Regions from separate parts of the Anser cygnoides genome. Here region 1 is linked to region 2. A link is a contact called in public Hi-C data. All regions are on one chromosome and are shown on one strand. Each heading gives the region's core, a stretch centred on a gene start, on an enhancer-like site or on the middle of the called end of the contact. The rest is flanking DNA. Distances are from core to core; before and after follow the strand shown. Region 1 holds the start of IBTK (inhibitor of Bruton tyrosine kinase). Region 2 holds the start of PGM3 (phosphoglucomutase 3).

The links. Hi-C and Micro-C count contacts between places; a contact is called where the count stands out from the background.
Region 1: a Hi-C map of liver shows a contact between it and region 2, with 1.9 times the contacts expected there. The contact joins the promoter of IBTK here to the promoter of PGM3 in region 2. A contact is called at or near these places in 2 of 7 Hi-C or Micro-C datasets (granulosa cells and liver).

What each region holds. Positions count from the first base shown.
Region 1 is chr3:85,890,746-85,893,645 of Taihu_goose_T2T_genome, reverse strand. It overlaps IBTK (inhibitor of Bruton tyrosine kinase), which reads right to left and starts at 1,398. Exons shown (of 29, transcript XM_048079807.2): 1 at 1,202-1,398. LOC106035347 (a long non-coding RNA gene) reads left to right here and starts at 1,514. Exons shown (of 3, transcript XR_010830489.1): 1 at 1,514-2,900.
Region 2 is chr3:85,541,717-85,544,592 of Taihu_goose_T2T_genome, reverse strand. PGM3 (phosphoglucomutase 3) reads right to left here and starts at 1,352. Exons shown (of 13, transcript XM_048079875.2): 1 at 1,188-1,352; 2 at 85-290. The coding sequence starts at 288.

The DNA.
Region 1 (2,900 bases), core at 149-2,648, 350 kb before region 2:
TGTGGCATATCCAAGCTGCTGCATTTACTAGGCTGGGGCTTCTCTACTATCACTTAGAAACCCTGCAGCTGGTGGCCTTTAGATGTCCTCCAGACTTTCTGCAACTTCTGCCTTTGCAGTGAGGATGGCAGGATCCTTATCGGGATGAGACAATCAGTGATTCAGCCTTTTGACATAACTTCTTTCTTTAAGAGAATACCAACAACTCTAGCCCATTTGCTCCCAAGACTGCTAACAAACATTCTGAATTGAAGGCAGACAGTCTGTCAAACAAGCATCAAAGTATCACTGAGAGCTAAATTCAGCTGCAACACCTCAGAGAAGTTCAGCTTATCAGAAATAACAAGGTATCTCTGTTAACAGCTCATGAACAGGAAACTGTGAAATACCGTGCTTTGCTTTTCTGGAAACAGTGAAAACTACATAGTTTAATAGCATTAGCAAAAAATTAAAACGTAGAGAAAATGGTAACACAGAAGCACAGCTACAGACTTTTCCACAATACACTGGGATCCTGCTCTAGACTTTAAGTTTATCTGTCTTTCAGTAAAAGTGAAGAGTAACGAACCAAGAGTGCCTTCTAGAATTTCACTGTACTTAAAGCTCCATGAGATAAACAAATCAACTCTTAAACTTAGCAGACTTTTCTGTATGAACTCGGAACTTTTAGTGAAGTGTTGTTAAAAAGTACCCACATCAGATGTTCCTGTGTGCTTTTATATTTACTTTTTGTAAGCCCCAAGCTGTGGTCCCTGAAGACAGACAACTACATTGACCACGTCAGCAAGGAAAGGGCCGGACGCCGGAGATCAGGTGGCCGGCCCCAACAAGGCCACGCACAGACTTTTTTTTGACCCAACTAGGCGATTTCAACTCTCCGGCGCTCAACGCTGCAGCTCGGCAGCAACACCGTGAGCTGCTACCAGAGGCAGCAGGCAAACACCCCCGGGAGGGCCAGACACAGCAAAGGCTTCCCGGGAACCTCCAGCTAAGGAGAGCGGAGGCTGCCACCAGCGCCTGACGCGTCTCTCAGAGCCGGCCCCAGACTTTGGGGGGCGGCAGGGGGGTCGGTGGCCGCTTTAATAGCCACGTAGCGCGGCAGCGAGCACCGCCCGGCTCCCCGGCTGTCCCAGCGGAGCCCCCCCCGTTGTCCCCGTCCCGGTCCCGGTCCCCCCGGACACACCGGCGGCCCGCCCCTTACCAGTCGCTAGATGAATGGACTCGGCCGGGCAGGGCGGGAGGCGCGCTGGGCAGCGCGGGGGCTCATCCTCAGTGACGCCGGGGCAGGGCCAGGCCGCTACGGGTACCGCGGCACCTCAGCAGGAGGCGGCGGCCGGTGCCAGCGGAGCAGCGAGCGGCGAACGAACAGCGGCCGCCGCACCCCTGAAGAAGCAAGCAGCCGATTGGCCGAGGCGCCGCCGTAGCTCGCGCGCTGATTGGCTGCGACTCACGCCGCGGCCACGCCCGCCCGCGGCGGAGCCCGGATTGAGTGACAGGTAGGGTGGAAGGGGGCGGGGCCTGCGCGTCACGGCAGTGGAGGGACGCCGTGAGGCGCGCAAGGGTTAAAACAAAATGGCGGCCGCGCTACCACGGGGGGGCGCGCAAGGGTTAAAACAAAATGGCGGCCGGGGGTGTAGCAAGCGCGTCGTGTACTGAGTCCGGGAAAGGGCTGCCGGGAAGGAGCGAGTGAAGGAAAAACGTTTGAGGTGGTTCAGGGGGTTTTCCTGTCAGTTTTCATGGGAAAAGGAAAATTGTGGCCACGCAGCTAGAAGTGGTGGCTGCGATATCGTGAAACACTATCAATTGGTAGAATGAAACAGGCAAAGGACACAGGCCCCTGCCTAACAAAAATGTTAAAACCATCTCGGAAGAATTATTATCAACATCTGAGGCTGTCCCAAAGGAACAAAAGGTGAAGAGATGCAGCTTGCCTGGCTGTGAGCAAAGTTTCTGACAGGGCAGCGCCCCTCTGGGAGGTCTCAAGCAGAAATCATTAAGTAACCCATCTGCAGGTCTCTAGGAAATCAAGAAGTAAGAGAAAGCATCCAGAAGGCTTTATCGAGACAGATTGTCTCAAGCCAATGAAATTTCTCACTATGGCACTGCAAGTGGTCTAATTTACACGATGCAACTTGATTTTTGTGAGGCTTTTGACACCAACCCACAGGGCAGTCTTGTAAGCAAGCTCGTTAAGTGCACACGGATTTGACAAATAAATCTTGCAAAGTAATTACCTATGGTTCACTTAGTGGGTGTCTGAAGCAAACTCCAGTTCTACGTTTTAAATATATTTTTTGGATGATGCAATAGGAGGTGCAAATTACAGTTTAATCTGGAATAGGATTCGGATTTTGCATTGTTGGGTGGGAAGCTAGGAACCAGAACAAGTAGTACCCAGTGTAAAATAGAAAAAAAAAATACCACTTTTTCCAAAATAGAAAGGAAAGACAGGCTGTATTAATGTTTATGCCAATGGCCAGAATTTCTCTCTGTTTATTTAAAGCTACAATTTTATCACCAGAGTAGTGAAAGCATTAAGGAGTTTAAAACAACCTAGCTATTTTTTAAACACAAAACATTTGAAGTTGAAAAAAAAAAAAAAAGTGTATTCTTCAGCAGCAGTTTAATTTGGGGAAAATTGACTAGAAGTTGTGTGTAGGTGAATCACAGGCATTTTTTACTCAGGCCATCTGCCCCAGTTAATGTGAACTCTGCAGTCAGCCTTCTGTATTTCACTGTACAAAGGTTCAGTTTGCCAGCAGTCATTCCTCTTTGTAACTAAACCAGCATACTGTGTGAAGTTTATTTATGCATTTTTTTCCTAGTGATAGCTTCTTTCTGCTTCAGTCATGAACATGTCTCAGAGTTGGCCTTGCTACAAGTATGCTGCCAGCTGGCCT
Region 2 (2,876 bases), core at 103-2,602:
ACTTTTTGTTCCCATTACTGTGAGGAGCTCTGATTCCACCAGTGACTCCATCTGATTTCTTTTAAAATAAAAGGTTGTTCTTACTTCAGGATTGTGAGATGCTGTAACCATGACACCGATGGTAGATCCTGTGGCTCTGGACCTGAGAGCTGCCAGCAAGCCCATGCGGAACATGACGTGATCGAGCTGCTCTGCCTTGCTGCGGAATCCAGCAGTGCCATACTGAAGAGTAAGTCCAGCAGGCTTAGGATGCAACGCTGAGTATTTTTTCAGTGCTTCAAAATCCATTTCTAGAGAAGGAAGTAGCAGAGATGCCCATGAGAGAAGCAAGTCATTAGTTTCACAGTTTGCACTTCATTTAATTTTGAAGACTACAGATATCTTAAACCGAGGTCAACACAATACCATCAACAGCCCCATAAACCCCTTGGTGGGACTGTGAGGAGGATCACTACAGGCACAATCCATGAAGGAGCCTCTACTTTCCCAGTGCAACACTAGACAAACAGAGCAGGGCCAGATTTCATCAGATCACAAGACAACGAAGCAATTTAGGCGAGGAGATTGAGATTTTCAGTTGTCTACTGGCAGGGCTCCCAGCAAAGCTCTTGGCAAAGGGCCAGCCGTTTCCCACTTCAGCACTAGCCACTCATTGCCCGTGGCCACGGCTCCACGCTCTAACCCTTGAGACCAGATGCAGCCTGCAGTCTCTCTTCTTACCCTCACAAATTGCAGGGAAGCTCCTAGCAGTGTCAGCGGGTATTTTCTTCGGACTGCAGCTCAGCCAGGCGCGTGAACACGGACAGAACACGACAGAACACGACAGCCCTCGTGCCGCTCCCGGGACCCGTAGCGCTGAGGGGCTCTGGGCCGGGGCTGCCGCCCGAGCACCCCGACAGGAGCAACCCCCCGGGGCTCAGCCGCGTTGGTTACAAGGGGGCGGCGCCCGGGCCCACCGCCCCTGGCCGCCACCGCCCTCCTCTTCCGGGCTCAGCGCGGCCACGTAGCAGCCGAGCCCCGCCCGCTCGGCAGCCGGCGGCGTACCAGGATCGCGATCGCTTCCCCGGGTAGTGGGGTCCCCCCCGCGGGACCGGCGGAGGCGCCCTAACAGTCGTCGTCCCCCCCACCCCCGCGCCTCACGGGCTGAGCCCGGCTCGGTTGGGCAGGAGCCTGCCTGCTCCCTCTACCTGGGCAACGCGGCTACCGCTGACGGGACGCCCTGCAGCGGCTCCGAGCCCCCAGCCCGCGGGACAGGAGGGGAAGGAGGGATGGAGCCCCCCCCGCCTCGCCTCGCCTCAGCGAGGCGCTCCCTCAGGCAGCCCGCGCGCCCCGACCGTTGAGCTTCAAACGGCGCCGACCGTTGGTGCTACCCCCCCCCCCCCAACGGCCGCCGCTGCCCGGGAGCCCAGCGCGCGTGCGCGCCGCCGCCCCCCTCATGGCGGCCCGCGCTGGCGGTGGTCCCCGGAGAGAAGGCGGGGGGCGTAAAGGGTCTGGTGCTTCAGGAGCCGAGAAATAAAAGCGCCGTGGTTTTAGTGATTTACTCGAGTCTTGGCTTTATTCGGGCGGGGAAGGCTTAGTGAGGTAGCTGGCATCGGCACGGCGTTCACGAGAGCTTGGCTAGGGTCGTCCCTCAGGGGCTGCCAGGTTATGGAGCCGTGCCTTACAGAGGCAGCGCTCCCCTCGTGGGGACGCAGGCATTGCGCTTCGCATTACTTCGGCGAAACCACCGTATTTCCCTCAGAAGGGGCTGCCACGTGTGCTGACGTTCTGTTTTTGAAATGCTGCCATGTAAACCAGCCCCAAGTGGCAGGATGTCATGGACAGGAGTGGCACAAACGCTGGCAGAACCGGCCCGTGAACCGAGAAGCAGAACAGTATAAGGAGTTCCAGGGGGCTGTCCTGCTGGATAAAAAGGTTACACGTGGCAGCTAAGCAGTGTAAATACTTGCCTAGAGTAGTACAGCCAGTAGTGTAGGGCTGATTATAAGATAAGTCAATGGCTGGACAAACTCAGCCTAGAAGTATATGCATTTTCCTTGGAATAAGGATAATTAAATATTAGAACAATTTATTGGGTAGCGAGGTGGCTTCATGATTCTTTTGGAAACTTACATATAAGATCAGATATCTCTTTAAAACGCACCCTTTCACCAGTCTTCAGAGAGGAGTTTTGTGTGTTGTGCATGGAGGGCTCGTATAGAAAGATTTTTTTTTTTTTCCCTAATGACAGATTGTCAAGGAACTTGACATGATAAACCTCTCTTTGCAGGACTAACCAGAGACTTGCTTACATCAGTGAAAGTTGTCTCCTGGTGTACAAGAGCCTCAAGTGCTGAGGACATGTGAATTCTCCCCTGCTCTTTGGTTGCAGGCAGAGTTTTGTTTCCAAAGAACTGAAGTGCTCAATTTTAAAACACTGTAGGAATAAAGAGAAATGCAACAGCCTGTGTTTTGTGGGAGATCAGGCAAGATAATCTCAAGGTTTTCGTGGTCTAAAATGCTTTTTATCATCAATAATCCTGAGAATGCTTCATCTCTTACAGTGAATATTTGTTTATAATAATACCTCTCTATGCAGTGTGTACAATCATAAACACTTTGTAAAATATTTTTTTTTTCTTTTAATAGATCCAGCAAGTAGGTTGAATTTATTGATCAGATGCCCATTTGGTAGGGGGCAAGATTCTTAAGAGCCACTCTCCCCTTTACTCTGGCATATTAATATGGTTTCCAATACAAAAGCACATCCTACTGAACGGAGTCTTACTGATACAGTCAAGATTTAGTGCATACAGCATCTTTTGCTTCTTTTGCTGCTTTATGAATCATTTACTCTCACTTCATTCCACAAACCCATGAAATGCAAAGACTTTTGT